3 separate regions of the Mus musculus genome follow, and all the other regions are linked to region 3. A link is a contact called in public HiChIP or PLAC-seq data. All regions are on one chromosome and are shown on one strand. Each heading gives the region's core, a stretch centred on a gene start, on an enhancer-like site or on the middle of the called end of the contact. The rest is flanking DNA. Distances are from core to core; before and after follow the strand shown.

Region 1 (3,164 bases), core at 7-2,506, 58 kb before region 3:
GTGCAGGAAGGACATGGCTTCTCTGGTATTACATCAGTGCCACCCAGGCTGGGGACTGGGGAGGGAAGTATGCAAGCCCCGCCTTGACTGCCCTTTCCTTTACAGTATGGCATCAAGAAGAAGGAGGAGCGTGAGGCTGAGGCTCAGGCAGCCATGGAGGCCAACTCGGAAGGCAGCCTGACTCGACCCAAGAAGGCTATCCCACCGGGCTGTGGCGATGAGCCAGAGGAGGAAGATGAGAGCATCCTGGACACTGTCATCAAGTACCTGCCTGGGCCACTGCAGGACATGTTCAAGAAGTAATGATATTGGGTCAGCACCAGGAGCCCTGCCCACTGTACAGACCCCCGCGGAGTCTCCCCCCAACAAGGGATGTTGGGAGCAGATGCAGCCCCCCTACCCCCGCAAAAATAAGCCATAGTCCTAGATCTATCCTGCCCATGTCCCCCCTCGCGCCTCGGGAGCCTCTGGCCACCCCTCCCCATACTGCCATCACTGACCCCACCAGGCAAGGGTGTGACCCTCAGGCCCCTGTGCTGTGCATCCTTGCCTTCGGGTGGTTGGACCCCTCCTTACTAATCTTAAGTTCACCATCCCCACAGAGCCTGCCCAAGGTCAGGCCCCGAGGGCCAGCCCTGACCACCCCTGGATGGGTGGCTACCAGTCAGGGCCTAAACTCAGGAGCACAGCCATAGTGGGGTGGGACTTGGGGAATGAGCAGTGGGTGCTTGGGGCCCCCAGCCCTTCCCTGAGTCCATTGCCCCAGTTTCTGGACTTGTTGGACCTGCTGGACCATTCGCTCTGTCTTCCTGTCTGTGAGCTACCACCCTAGTCTTCCCCAGCAGCCTTTGCATATTTTGTCCAGCTGTCTCTTTCTCTGTTGCTCTGCAAGGTTTGGCTTAAGAATTCCATGGCCAGAGGAAACACAGCAATAGATTTGGAGCGGGTGGTCTCAGACACACTTGGAGTCCCTTGACATCGTCTGTAATGCACTTTCCAGAGTCCCATCTTTCCCTGATCCCACCTCTCCCTGGTGGCCTCCTGTCCTCTTCATGTGGGCAGGCAGTCTCCTAGGATCTTCCTGGCTTTACCCCTGGACACCTACCCTCCAAATGCCCGTCTTCCTAAAAGCCCTGGGTTCTGGTGATTCCCGCCCGTGCAGAGCAGACAGAGGGCCGCATAATCAAGTGTCCCACCCTCTCCACTATTCCTCCTCTGAAGGGCTGACAGTGGCCGGTAAATGCAAGCTCCTGGGCTTGGGCTGTGGTGTTTTGTTCTGTGTGTGGCCCAGGGGCAGTATGACCCAACTACTCCCCCTTTGCCCAGCCAGCAGCCATTGTTCTTCATATTTGTTTAATTTACATCATAATATGTTGAATCTCAGGTAAATGAGGTCTGTATTTGGTAAGTTTTATCTTGACAGAAAGGCCAGCCTGGTCTTCCCATAACCCTTCCTGTCCACAGTAAAACTGAATTAAGTGTCCATGAGTTTTGGGCCAGGTGTGTGGCTTAGCATTGACCTTCATGACCTTACATAGCTCTTTAGAGAAGCCATAACAATTAGACTGCAATACTATTCAGAATGCCCTCTGCCCAAAGAGATGAAGCATGCTCGGCCCACAGTACCTTGCTCACCTGGGCCATTCTCTGCGCCTCTGGCTGGTTTTCATGAATTGAGAAGCCAGCTCTGAGCAGATGGCCCTCTCTTGAGTCAATCCTGCATCCTGTTCCTAGCGCATGGGGCACCGGGCGCTGAGCTTAGAATAGCCCATGTGTTACCTGTCTGTCTGTCCTCGTGCCTGCACCTCCTGCATGTCAGAGGCCTCACATTTTCTCTCTGAGGGAATCACAGCCAATAAACAGTGATTTCACACCGTGTGGCTATTCCTTCCAAGACTACCATTCGACCTGGGTGTGGGAGGGGGTGCCCTCCCTCACACTGTGGACAAACACAGGGTGTCTCTTATTCTCCAGAGGGCAAAGATCCCTTCAGGACCCCAGTGCCTGGAGTGAGCCTCCAGAACATACAAACCTTCTTTCTCACAGTTCAAGGCTCTGGTGAATCCAGATTGTACTGCTTCCCCGGCTTGGGCCCACCAGGAATTTCACAGCCCTGTTCCCCTGCCCACCCCAAGGGGCTGTCCTGGTTCCCAGTAACACTAGTGCACCTTCTGGGATGGCTGCCCACTCTGCTGAATAGGGAAGAAGTGACCATAGGTCTTGCCAGCTCTCTCCCCTGGCACATTATCAGCCCCTACCTCAACCCCATTTTGCTTCATGCTCATCCCAGCCTAAGGTGCTATGGTCACATTTGTCCTAGAAGAGTCCTTGTCTGTCTCCCTTCTGGGACACCTCTCTTGTAGGAGATAGCAATGGTGGGAAGTCCTATGGCTTCCTCTACACATGGAATGTCCACAAAACCTGCCAGTCTGAGCAGAAAGGCTACATATGTCTCACTCTTGCTGGGGATGCAGGGGTGAGTGGAGGTGAAGAGCAAAATGGGGAAAGTGGGTACGATTTAGAGGGGTCATGCTTTCTCCAAGTACAGTAGTATCTCCTCTTGCTACCTTGGGAGCATCCCTTGTGTTGCAGGAAGTATTTTTTAAAAATGAACCCACCAGTTCTCCGGCAGGGCCTAACTAAGCTCAAGAGCTCCTGACAGCCTGCTGGCTCTCGCTACCACATACCCCACAGTCAGCCATCACATCACAATACCCATTACCTGGGTAGAATCAAAACTCTTAAAGCTTAATTAGCTAATCAGATTTATGTATCAATAATATCACAATTTACAAGATGCCAATACAATAATTTCAGAGCCAATTGATGATAAAAGCGTTATCCCAATATTTCTTTTTTTTTCAAGTCTTGATTTTTATTACTTAAAAAATGTGCATATCTATTTTGCTTTCTGACTCTGTGCTTGTGCCTTCAACACTTTCACAACGATTTTCTGCTCCTCAATAAGGAAAGCCTGCTTGATCCTGTCACAGACACACTTGGCACACATGGACCCACCATAGGCCCTGCTGACGTGCTTCTGTGTCTTAGACAGTCTCATAAGGACTTTGGGCCGCACAGCACGAACCCCTCGCAGTCTGCCTGGGCACACGCCACATGCGGATTTAGGTGCTTTCCCAACCTTCTTGGTGTAGAGGTAAACA
Region 2 (3,284 bases), core at 36-2,535, 40 kb before region 3:
TGCCTCTTCATCCCTATAAAAACATACAAACCAAAGGCTACAAAAAGTAAAAGAAGCTTGCAAAACATCTCACAATTTTATCTTATATGCCTGTAAATAAAGCTGGACCACGGAAACCAAACAATTGGATGGGAAAATATGATAGAAGGCTTAAAATAGAATAAATAATTTTATAAAGTTAAGTTTTCTTTTTTTTAACCCCCCAAATCTTAAATTCAATATTATATATTCTATCTGAGTTTTCTATTTTTGTGAAAATGGTGTTGAGCGAGACCACGTGCTGGGAGGCTGGTCTCAGAGCTGCCGGCCGGCCGCACCCGATTTCTAGCATCGGCAGCTATGAAAACAACTTCGCAGGAGCTCCGCCTGCTGAGAAAGCTTGACAGGACCAATCGCTAACTGATCCTAGTGTTCATGCTGGAAAAATAAAATTCGGCCTTGGATGTCACGTGGAGCTTGGCAGGAGTGAAATAAGGCGCCCGGAAGCTTCCATCGGACGCCAGCTCACTCTGCTTCATCTCTGAGCGAGGTAAGGCTACAGGTCAGACCAAAGGGCAGAAGGGCATCAGGAGACCGTCTGCAGTGCACACAGGCGGGGATGGAATCTTAGAAAAATAGGTATTTTGCTGCTGAGGTTTAACAGGTTAACGTGGTGACAGAAGCAGGGCTGTTGGGGCGGTGGCGCCCAGCTAAGACATCGGTTGCAATGTCCACCTCGCTGAATACTTAGATCTATCAACTTAGCACCATAGCAGAGTCAAGTGATTCTAAAAGTAGCTACAAAGTTACAAATATATATCATGAGATTATACAGCCATACTAAGTTTGATCTGATCTGTAAATTAACTTTACTTGAATTTGGAGGTTTGTAACTGCTTAATTTCACCACATGGGAAAATACCTAAGTTCTAATGTAACTGCATTGTGAGAACACGGTCTTGCAGAATGCTTCAGCAGCACGTGTGTTCTGAGGTAGAAAGGTAATATTTACGCATAAACCCTTGTATAGTAACTCTAGAAATGATTTGAATGGACAGCAAACTCAGGAAACTGAATAATCCAAACTGGCTTACATAGAAAGGTGAATTTTGATTAATTCAAAACAAAAAGAGCTTGCTTTTGTTTTAGAAGGTCAGACATTAAAGATTGAGTTAATTTGGATGTTTTTTTTCTTACTTACCAACATTAAGTCTCACTAATCGCTGCTTCTGACACTGTGTATGTGAAAGAGGAAGTAGAAGAAAAAGTGGGTGTTGATAAACTCAATTCCAACTGTCAAAGCAAACTCAAGAAAATATTCCAGTTGCTAAGGTGAAGACTCAGAAAGCCTGACCCCCAGGGATACACTAAGATCTCATATGCTCACCAAGAGCAGAGGTACTGCTGGGATTATAGGATCCTACAATTCTCACTGGACCTGGAAGGGCACCCAGGCTGAGAGGTCCCTGGGACCCCAGGTCAGGACCCGTTCTCCTTACTCTTGCCCTCATACCCCTGCAGAGGGAATGAAGTTGGATATGCTAGTGTCTTATTCATTCTCTAACCTAACAAAGCAATAAATTGTATGTGAGAAAGGTGTGTGTGTTAACAAATACTATCCTCTCTATGACTGAAAAAGCCACTTCTGCTGAAGCGAGCTGTTTCCTCAAGTGAGCAGGTCGCTCAGTTACCTTTCATGAAAAAGACCCAAAGAACGCATGTTAACCCCATGATCTACCAGGAACATGGAGGCTAGAGGCTACCTCCTAAGTGTCTTTATAAAGTCTCCCCACTGGATGGCATGTGCTGGTTGGTAAGTGACAAACACAGCCACCACTACATTTTTCCAGCAGAAGGAAAACAGAATGGAAAAGGCAGGAGCTTCAGTGATGGCCTCTCTAAGGAAAACTGTCTTTCCAAGAACTTTTCAACAAGCCAGTGCTGCACTGGCCACACCACCTCTAGTTTGCCTTACTGGGGGAGCCAGATTACAGCCACATGACACTGGGGAGTGATGGAAGGGTTCTTGTCTTGCCCAACCAACACAGGCCATCTCAGGATGCACAGTCTCAGACTCAACCTCGGGGATGGGCTTCTGAGTACCCTAGAAATTAAACACCGCGGCTAAGTCATAGCATTGCTGCAAGCCTCTTTGGGTATACTTTAAATTAAAATTTTATATATCTCTTAAGTCTTCAGGAAGCTAAAAGCAACATAAATATTTACCATGAAAAGACTTTCAATAACTTACAAAGGACTTAAAGTACAAATATTTTTGAGGCTTATTATGAAACCTAATCCATGAACTAAACTGAAACTCAAGATTCTCAAGCCCTGGAAAGCAAGCAGAGGTGCTGCGTGTCAGACGTGGTGTGGGACGTGCTAATGTTTCACTTCTTCTCTGGCCTGTGGACCTGAAGCAGAGACGAGCAAACTGCGAAGTGTTTTCATCCTCTGTAAACGCGTGCTGGTAGTGTCTTGTTGGGAGTGGATTCTCTCATACAAAAGTTATAAATATTCTCTATTCAGAAATCTGGTCCGCATGGCACCCAGAGGCAACGTTCCACAGCACATTTTGCCATGTAGAGTGCTGGGTGTGGGCTGAGTCTGGCTGAACTTACAGCAAGTCCATCTTGGGTCTGTAGTGTAGCAGGAGGGGTGCCTTCTGCAAGACAAAAACAAAGGTGGCTGAGGGAGGTGCAAGGAGCCCGTAATGTGTACTCAAACCTTAGGCACACAACTGGACTGGCAATACTACAACTGAATTTAGTTCTGGATGGCAAGGAGTAACTATCATTGGTCCCAGGTGACCCAGTGATCGCCTCTGTGGTGTTTGGGGCTCACGACAGGGCCCATGTAGCCAGAACCTGAACTTGTTCCTCCTGCCCACTACACTAGCCCTGGTTTCTCCTATGCAGTCTCTTACACTTCCAACCCTTGCCCTAATCAGCCCCAACTACTGGTCATCCTTGTCTTTGGCTGGCCATGCTGTCTCTGTCCCCTTCGTCTGGGCAACAACATGGCTAGAGGTAGAAGAGCTGCCTTCCAGTCCTGGACGGGGACTGCCACACCAGTTTCCTGACAGAGAAAGGTACCCTAAAGTTTGAGAGTTTGTTCCAACCGTGGGAACTACCACATCTGATCCCCTGGATTCAGGGGATCGAGTGGAGTGGTGATAAAGACCCTGGCTGGGTGGGTGGATCCAGAAAGACAGCTGTTCCACAGCAATGTCTGCAAATAAAAGACATGTACAGCAAGTAAGGATCAAGAGTCTATCTAAAACTCTGGTATTCAAAAGAACCACC
Region 3 (3,102 bases), core at 312-2,811:
GTAGGAGCTGGGGAGACCAGACGAAAGGCAACTTGGAGGCTTGGGGCATGAAGCAGCAAGCACAGGGCATGCCCTTGATACCTGAGTCCTTGGAGCCCAGCTGAGCTCCAACTTTGCCTTGCAACTGTGCTGAGAGCCTCACCCACTCTGTAACATCAAGAAGCTAGGGGACCTGTGGGGAGTGTAAGCACTTCATAGCAAAGGTTCCCTGTGGCTGGGCTGATCGAAACCTCCCAATGCCTAGTAGTCTTTTCAGCAGAGTTCGGGGGTCAATTACTAGAGTCCTAGGCCCTCCCTGCCTTAAAGTTCCAACTATTATCTAAGTAATCCCTGAGGACCATCCTCACGGTTCAGCTCCAAGGCTTTCATTTTAAAGGGACCCACCTTTGGTCCTGTTTGTCCTGAAGCCTATCTATATTCTGAACTCTCCTCACAGTTCACCCTCAGGGCCTCAAACTGCTCAAAGGACTGCCACAGTGGTCCAGATTCCTTTGAGCCAGCCTTGATTTCCCAGCTCTCTACAGCCGATTTGTCCCTGGGAGATCTGACCTTCCTATGGCCTTGTCCCAGCACCCTGGCCCTCTGTGGGGTGGTCTCAGGGTCTTAACCCTCCTCTGTAATCTATCATTAGTTGGCCCATCTAAGTGATTCTGCCATTTTCTAAGTCCTGCCAGGTCCTGGGAGCCATTCTTCCTCAATGACCTTTTCTAGACTCTTGTCAGGTCTCTAATACTGACCCTCCCCCAAGTGTCCATTCCAAGAGTCGGGGCTCCACCTGTCCTGGGGTCCCAGAACTATGGGAGAGCTGCCCAGTCCTAAGGACTGTTCAGTGAGTAGCCCTCAGTAATTCTGGCCTGGTCCTGGGTCCTGCCTGGTCTGCGGTCCTGATCCCCCTGGATCCAGCCTGGCCCAGACTCCTGTTCTTCCGGGGTCCTGTTCTCTGGAATCGTGCCTGGTGCCAGGTCTAGCCGGACTGAGCTCCTTGTCTTCCCTAGGTCCTGTTTTCTCGGGGTCCAGACTGCTCGGAATCCACCTCGGCTGCTGTTCTGCCTGGTCTAGGATTCTGCCCACCCCGGTCTAGCCTGGTCAAGGGTCCAGCCTTGTGCAGGCTCTTCCCCGGGTTCTGTCTGGTCCAAGGTCCCTGTCCTCCCTGGGTCCAGATTGTTCCGGGATCCAGCATGGCCCTGGGTTCTGCCCTCCCGGGGTCCAGACCTGCGAGAAGTCCTGGCCTTCTCGCAGGCTTTTAGGGTCCCGCCTCCCGGGCCTGCCGGGGGCGCTGGGCTCGCAGCCTTCTGCCGCCCATGGGCCGAGGCCCGCGGCCTGAGGAGCGGGCGCGCGGGCCAGGCCAGGCGGGGCGGGCTCACTGACCTGCGTCTCGGGCGGCGGGCGAGCGGGCGCACGCGGGGGCTCGCCGGGAGGGGGAGGGGGCGCCGCTCCCTCTGGGTCCCCCCCAAGAGGAGGAGAAAAAAGCCGTGCAGAGTTTAAAACAAAGAGGCGGAAATGCCCGAACCCAGCCGAGTGCGGAGTCGGGGGCGCCGCGGCTGGAGCATGCGCAGTGTGTGGCTCAGCTCCCACCTCGCAAACGAGAGAGGCGGGGCCTCTGAAAGGCGGAGCCTATAGGGGTGGGGTGCAGGAGGGGCCAGAGAGCGCAGGCGCGTGCAGGCAGCAATTGACTCAGGAAGCTGGCTCGGCGAGACAGGCAGGGTGGAGCTCGGGGGTGTGGTCACAGGTGAGAGGTGGGTCAGGAGGCGTGGTCAGAAGCACTACCTGGAGAAACTCCGCCGGGTTGTTCAGGACGCGCGCTGACAGGCAACTGCATGAGTTAGGAACGAAACCGGAGTATCTAGACCACGGGTTTCCTACCCCCATAAACCTTCTGCTTACATTTTTGTCCTTTCTTGGAATCACTGTGGACACAGAGAGACCCTTATGCTGGCCTTTCGGACCGTGGAAACCCACAATTTGTCCGTTGTCCACTGTGCATTGTGACTGGCAGAGGGCATAAACTGAGAAAAGAAAGTCTGTTCTTGTTTGTTTGTTTGTTTGTTTGTTTACTTGTATTTTCGAGAAAGGGTTTCTCTGTGTTGCCCTGACTGGTCTCGAACTAACATAGATCCGCCTGCCTCTGCCTCCCAAGTGTTGGGACTAAAGGAATGCCCTACCATGCTGGACTGGAAGTCTGTTCTTAGGAAACAAAGTGGTTGTGGCAGCTGTATGCTAGACAGGCGGTGGGACAAGGAAGCAGCAAGGTGGCCAACCAGCAGGTGTTTGGGAGAAGGGGCATGCAAAGAATGAGGTTGAAAGGGGTTATCGCCTTTAATCCCAGCATTTGGGAGGCAGAGGCAGGTGGATTACTGAGTTCGAGGCCAGCCTGGTCTACAAAGCGAGTTCCAGGACAGCCAGGGCTACACAGAGAAACCCTGTCTCAGAGAAAGAAAGAAAGAAAGAAAGAAAGAAAGAAAGAAAGAAAGAAAGAAAGAAAGAAAGAAAGAAAGAAAGAAAGAAAGGAAAACAGAATAGGCACCCAGGAAGGCAAATATACTCTACTGAAGCCTGGCAGCCTTTGTATCACAGAGAGACTACTGATGGGGGAGAAGGTTGAGGGAGAGTCCTAGAATAATGGAGGATCTGGTGTTGGTATTAGAGGTAGCAAAGAGGTACTGTTGAGAAGACCATGAGCAGGCCTGGACTTAGGGCACAGATCTCAGGAAGTCATCTAGCTTGACAGACAGCTAGACCCTTAAACCACTTGTCTTCACATGGGCTTGTCATGCCTTAGGTAAGACCATATTCAGATGTCATTCTAGGTCCAGGATTCAGACCTTGCTTCTGTGTCTATCAGGGATACCTTCAGGGAACTCTCGCTTTACACAACCTCTGGTTTCTCCTGAAAGTTGTTGCCCACTTTAGGCCCCCACCTTCCAGCGCTGAAGTCTTCCTCTAACTAACAGCTGACACATTAGAATCCAGCTATGTGTCCCTTCCCCAATCCTAACCCTGTATCCCTAGGTGAGCAGATAGCTTTCAACTAGTATCCTTGTGTTTTGTCCTTGCTCCCTGACTACTTTCAGCACAAAATAGTGGCTTTTATAAAGCATTAAT

The links. HiChIP or PLAC-seq counts read pairs in DNA pulled down with a chosen protein or histone mark.
Region 1: a contact with region 3 is called in an H3K4me3 HiChIP or PLAC-seq map of embryonic stem cells, with 30 read pairs. The contact joins the enhancer-like site here to the promoter of Pcgf3 in region 3. A contact is called at or near these places in 1 of 484 Hi-C or Micro-C datasets (embryonic stem cells), 5 of 115 datasets of contacts at active chromatin or transcription factors (the SCID.adh cell line and embryonic stem cells) and 3 of 9 other capture datasets (adipose tissue, liver and pancreatic islet).
Region 2: a contact with region 3 is called in an H3K27ac HiChIP or PLAC-seq map of the HPC-7 cell line, with 4 times the contacts expected there. The contact joins the enhancer-like site here to the promoter of Pcgf3 in region 3. A contact is called at or near these places in 4 of 484 Hi-C or Micro-C datasets (MC3T3-E1-derived osteoblasts, liver, myocytes and 1 more), 9 of 115 datasets of contacts at active chromatin or transcription factors (CD8 T cells, the HPC-7 cell line, the SCID.adh cell line and 4 more) and 2 of 9 other capture datasets (adipose tissue and pancreatic islet).

Annotation. Positions count from the first base shown.
Region 1 is chr5:108,517,268-108,520,431 of GRCm38.p6, reverse strand. It overlaps Cplx1 (complexin 1), which reads left to right. Exons shown (of 4, transcript NM_007756.3): 4 at 106-1,878. The coding sequence ends at 303. It also overlaps the pseudogene Gm10086. Among named protein-coding and RNA genes, the nearest start is that of Cplx1, 31 kb to the left of the region's middle. Within about 2 kb of position 1,256, at least 8 of the 459 cell types and tissues checked have an H3K27ac peak or open chromatin away from gene starts, as enhancers often do. A contact at or near this core is called in embryonic stem cells, where this site is marked.
Region 2 is chr5:108,499,717-108,503,000 of GRCm38.p6, reverse strand. It overlaps Pcgf3 (polycomb group ring finger 3), which reads right to left. Exons shown (of 11, transcript NM_172716.5): 11 at 1-2,644. The coding sequence ends at 2,597. Among named protein-coding and RNA genes, the nearest start is that of Pcgf3, 40 kb to the right of the region's middle. Within about 2 kb of position 1,285, at least 10 of the 459 cell types and tissues checked have an H3K27ac peak or open chromatin away from gene starts, as enhancers often do. A contact at or near this core is called in the HPC-7 cell line, where this site is marked.
Region 3 is chr5:108,459,718-108,462,819 of GRCm38.p6, reverse strand. It overlaps Pcgf3 (polycomb group ring finger 3), which reads right to left and starts at 1,561. Exons shown (of 11, transcript NM_172716.5): 1 at 1,369-1,561.